Regions from separate parts of the Sus scrofa genome. Here region 2 is linked to region 1. Evidence: chromatin contacts called from public Hi-C data. All regions are on one chromosome and are shown on one strand. Each heading gives the region's core, a stretch centred on a gene start, on an enhancer-like site or on the middle of the called end of the contact. The rest is flanking DNA. Distances are from core to core; before and after follow the strand shown.

Region 1 (2,662 bases), core at 82-2,581:
GGCTGCACCAGTTTACATTCCCACCAACAGTGTAGGAGGTTTCCTTTTCTCCACGCCCTCTCCAGCATTTGTTATTTGTAGATTTAATGGTGGTCTTTCTCACCAGTGCGAGGTGGTACCTCACTGTAGTTTTTATCTGCATTTCTCTAGTAATTACCAATGATGAGTATCAGATGTCTAGATATCTGATCCCCACCCCCACTAAACTTACATCTTTGGCAGCAACTCTGACTTGGGCTGGGGTTGGGACCAGCCCCCCAGCCCCACCCAAGGCTCCCAGCCGGAAATCTTTCTTTAGTCTTTGTCAGCTCCAGCATCTCTTTTGGTTCTTGGGATAATTGCAGAAAAGCCTTTGATCCTGCTGTTCTGACTACAGCACTTGACAGCAGGGACATTTGGACCCTGACATTTGGACCTCCTTGTACACTTAGATCCTGAGCCTCTGCCTTGTGAATACGGTCTGCACCAAGAAATCAATAAAAGCAAAGTCTTTTTAGCGGTTTCACCATGAAAACTATTAGCAGAAATAATTGCTCTAAATAAAACCGGCAGTAGATAAACATGCAAATTGTGAGGAAGATCTTTGGTTTGTTGAATACAAAATTGCAGGGGACAATATAATGATCCCAATATAAGAAGATGCTATAAAGTGAAGGATGTGGGGAGACTGGTGATCCCACATGGAAGGATGCCCAAAGAGGGTGACAGGATGCAGAAGGATGGAAAACCACGTCATTCACTATAAGGAAGTGTAGGAAGACCTGGAAAGATCTTACTAGAAAACTAGAAGAGCCTGGACAGGATTACACCCTTCAGCCCTATGAGAAAGGACCACACTAGGTGTGGGGGTGGTGGGGGTCCTGGAGCAAAGAAGGCTGGAGCCAAAGAGGAGGGAGGTTGAGAAAAGGAACCATCAAGAAGAGAAATCAGGGGATGACTGCTGAATTGGGGATATTTTTGGCATCCTAACTCAATCCAGAATTTTTTAAGTATTTAGCATGTGCAGGTAACTATGCTACACAGGTAACTTTGTCTCATTTAATGCTCATAACAACATGAGGGCAGCATTGTGATTATTTTCCCTGCTGAAGCCCAGATGGGATGGACACTTGCCAGAGGTCTCAGGAAGTGGCACAACGTCAACGAACCCAAGTTTCCAGAGTTTCTCTGGAAGGCGGAGGTGCTTCATTAATCACCGTGCAATGCGGTATTTAGTCTATCCACTCTCTGGAGATGGCTCCCCAAACTCCCAGAAAAGACTGGAGTGGAGAATTCCCCAGGCTGTGTGCCCTCGACCTTCCCATGGGCTCTGTGCCAGCAGGCAAACCTTCCCGGTTCCAGCTGTTCCAGGACAGGGCTCCAGGCAGGGCCCCGCAGGCACCTGGTCTTGTCGATCCTGAGGAAACAAAGCTGGGAAATACCCCTGCCTGTCCCCACCCGGGTGGCTGCATGTCCTGCCTCCGTGGCTGAGCCAGGAACAGGCGTGTGGGCTCCGGGTACAGAACTCCCAGAGTCAAGGGTTTCAGGTCACACCAGCGAATCGTTTTGCAAGCAGATGCCACAGGTCTCTGCTCAGACCGGGCAGCACACAAGGTCAGCGTCAGCAGATCTGACCCTAAAAATAGGCTCTTAGATGCCAGTCGGGGTGGCTGGGTGTGCAGCCGCCACACGCCCCACGGCCCAGCACCTCCCAACCTGGCCAGGACCCGGTGTGCACAGGTAAGTTCCCTTTTGGGGGTAGACTGGCACCTCTTGGGTCCGGTCAAGTGTTCTTTGGGGGCCTTGGGGTGGGGATTAGAAGACCTCTTTCTACTCTGCTTTGGAGCAGCAAAGAACAGCTGACATCCTTTTAGCATAACAGGCTCTTCTTGCCCTGTCTTTCCCTAGAGGCGCCAAGGAATTTTCTCCACTTCCCTGCCTCTAAATCTAAGCTTCCAGTTCAATGACCATTTCTAAAGGATAATAGGGCGGATTAAAGCTCATCGGGCCCTTCTGAGGCCCTGGATGCTTTGTATCACATATCATATTCCAGCAAGGTTCCACATTTATCCATTTAGCCAGTAAAGGGAAAACTAATCTCAGTGGGAGGTGGGAGGGGGGTAGGGGGGCAGACTGGAGACACAGTGACTCATCTCATGCACAGGGCAGCACATGTTACAAGTGAGTTCTCAGAACTCAGGGATGAGAGCTCTTCCTGTCTCTTGGTAACACTAAGCATCGTGTGGACAAGGTGGCTCCTTTTGAAGCTTTTCCCAGTCCTGGTGGGAGGATGGGGCTGGGGGCGATGGCTCTGGTAGAGATGGGGAGACTGGGTCGCTAAAGGACAGAGACTCTGGACCGAGATGTGGTGTGTGTGGGCAGGACAGTGGGAAGATATCCTGTCTCAGACCAGGGATCTCCCACTGGACCCTGGGCTCCTGTCCTGTGGCCTCCATGGCCTCTCATGGGCCTGGAACCCAAGAGTTGGGAGCGGGGGACTCTGATGGTTCAGGAAATTGGAAAAGGTTCCAAGAGCAAAAACTCTCAAGTAAGATGGGAGAGGACATGAGGTGTATGTGTGGAGGGGCTCCCTATGCCGGCCCAGCATCTGAGGGGCTCTGGTAATCAATGTTCTATTGCCTAGAATGTTCCATTGTGCCCCTCCTTGTTCTCTTCACGACAA
Region 2 (2,662 bases), core at 60-2,559, 36 kb before region 1:
GCAAATATGCCTCAACTCAAGCTGCCAAAGTGAAACCAGTCAATACTGAGTATCAGTAAAATCGAAACGTCCAAATTCTTGTTTCAAATTTAAGCCTTTTCATTCTTTTTTTAAAGATCTACACTTGTCTAGTATTTAAGATATATTTTTTTTTAAAATACAAAGAAAATCACACTATTACTGTTACAAGAAACCCAAATGCTTATCTTTATTTTCAGAATCTCTTTCACTCTTTTCCAAACTTCACTTCCTTTTCACTACTTCCCCTAGTCCTGTGGGCAAATCAGTGTTTTTAACACCACCCCTCCCACTTCATATTCTTAAAAAAGGATTCACTGTCCACAGATGAGAAAACCCCATTAACCAATTATATTACCCTAGTGATTCCCATGCTTTAAAAGACGCCTGTGAAAATGCCAAAATCCTAAATTAGGGCTCCCAAGGGCTCCTTTTCTTTCTTGAGCCCATTTCTCTTTTTCTGGTCTTTAAGGCCACCCGATAGCCCCTTCCTCTTCAAACCTAAATCCTTCCTCTAATGACCAGAACCCCCTTCGGTGCGCGATCTCGTCAGTCCCAAGCCATTTCCCTCTCCCTGGCCAGGTGGCAACATCGACCCTGGTCCTGCTCCTGCTCCTCTCATCCCTCGGCCCCCACTGGCCAAATCCCAGAGCATCTCTTCCTCCCGTCCCACGTTCCTGCGGGACCCCTTGCGTATTCGCCCCTCGCCACCCGGCTTTCGAAAACCTCCAAGCCCCCAACTCTTCAAGGGCACCTCTCCCTCAGCTTCCCACTCCCTCTCACTCGCCCCTCGGCCTCTACTTAACACCCAGGCTCGGGTGTTAACCACTCCGGGCCTCGGCTCAACAACCTCCATTTCCCTCAGATTCCATTCTAGAGCTGACTCTCCAAGCTCCCTCAACCGCCTCTCGGGGCCCCTCGGGATCCCTGTCCACGGCAGCCCCCGGCTCCAACCCCGATTCCCCACTCACCCTTGGCTGCAGGCGCCCCCCAAACTCCCCTCTCCGCCTCAGCTCCCGCTCACCTCCGCGGCCCGAGTCAGGTTCCCCGGACCCACCTCCGAGTCGGCGTACCAGCCGTTGTCGGAGTCCGGCGCCCTCCGGGCCTCGCCGGAGTAAAACGCCTCGAGCGGCGGGGGCGGGGCTCGGGGAGGGGAGCCGGAATGGAGGCGGGGGCGGTAGCGGCTGCGCGCTGGCATCGCTCCGGCCCACCTCTCAGCCGCGCCGGCAGCCGCTCGAATCCGAACCGGAACTGCTTCTGGAGGCGGGGCCCTACCGGGGGAGGAGGAGCCCTGCCTGCGGGGCGGGGCCAAAACCGGAAGGGACACGGGGCTCAAGCTGTGCGCCAGGGAAGGGCGGAGGCGTGGAACCGCAGCAGGGAAACACAGGAGCGCATGTCAGGCCCAGAGCCAAAGTGGGAGATGAGGGGCTAGTGGAGATGGGGCGAGGCCTATGGGGGTGGTAATAGGGTTCGGAGACAAGAGGAATTTATACCCTAATTCCTTTGGAGGAAGCCAGTTCCTCTCCAAGAGCTAACCTGCAGTCATCATTGTTATCATATACTGCCTCTGCTCTCTGACAGTCCCTATGCCAAATGCCGTATAAATATCTCACTTGCTCCTTGTGCCACCTCTATAGGGTATTACAACAAAGAAGGGCCAAGAAACTTGCCTGAGGTTGGGCAGTTAATATGTGCCAAAGCCAGTACTCCCACTCAAACCTAACTTTAGAACCTATGCTCCTCTCACTTTACTACCCCACCCTGAGGGAAGTCCCCAACCAAGGCCTAGCATTGGCATAAATCAAGTCCCAAACTACTTGCCACTTAGGCTCCAGCCCCTTCTTGGCCTTGCTTCCCTGGGTGGTGCAAGGCAGACTTCAGTGACTCCAATAGGGGTGGGGATAGGTTCTGGGGTTGAATGTGAGTTTGCATTGCTTCCATGGAATGCCCTGGTGTGGCCTTTACCCTCAAGCTGGACTCAAGGCCAAGTGCAGCTGGGACATTCCCAATTGCAGCTCTTACCCCTTTCAGCCCCATCAAGCCTTCATGAAGTCATCTTGGAAAGGGCAAGAGACCTCACTTCTTCAGCCCATAACTAGCTCTAGCAGAAGGACAGATATAGACCTTTCTCTGTTTCTGCTGTGGGGACAAAAGCCCTTATAGGCAGAAGAAGCTCCCTCCCACTCCAAAATCTTTCTGATGACTGCCCTTTGGCTCTTCAGAAAGTCTAGGGCAACATCCACCTCCCTTCTCCCTTTGGACATACATGGCGAATTTTAGCCTTCTCTTTTGAAAAACCAGCCATCTTCATAACAGAACCATTGTTCGAACCTTCTCCCACCAACCGTATGGGCACCCTTTAGAGGAGGCCCTCCATGCTCCTCTCCACATTTCTCTGACCCTATAACTCAGTAAACTTTCCTTAGGCTCTATAATCCAAAAGCTCATTCAACAGTACAGTTCCCATCTAGTTTGTGGCCCACCAAGACCTGAGGAACTTTTCCGATCATTCATCCTTGAAACCAACCACCTCCTCTGCACCCTGGATCTCTACTTTAACTCAGTTCTCAGAATCAAAGAGCCTTATGCAGGCTCTAAATCATCTTCTACGTGTTAGACACAGAATATCCTTTGTTTCATTTAA

What was found. A called contact is a pair of places that touch in the nucleus more often than the background predicts.
Region 2: a Hi-C map of skeletal muscle shows a contact between it and region 1, with 5 times the contacts expected there. The contact joins the promoter of SAMD8 here to the promoter of DUPD1 in region 1. A contact is called at or near these places in 1 of 47 Hi-C or Micro-C datasets (skeletal muscle) and 1 of 2 datasets of contacts at active chromatin or transcription factors (skeletal muscle).

What each region holds. Positions count from the first base shown.
Region 1 is chr14:77,641,778-77,644,439 of Sscrofa11.1, reverse strand. It overlaps DUPD1 (dual specificity phosphatase DUPD1), which reads left to right and starts at 1,331. Exons shown (of 4, transcript XM_001929033.5): 1 at 1,331-1,719. The coding sequence starts at 1,634.
Region 2 is chr14:77,677,934-77,680,595 of Sscrofa11.1, reverse strand. It overlaps SAMD8 (sphingomyelin synthase-related protein 1), which reads right to left and starts at 1,309. Exons shown (of 6, transcript XM_005671120.3): 1 at 1,043-1,309. The coding sequence starts at 1,216.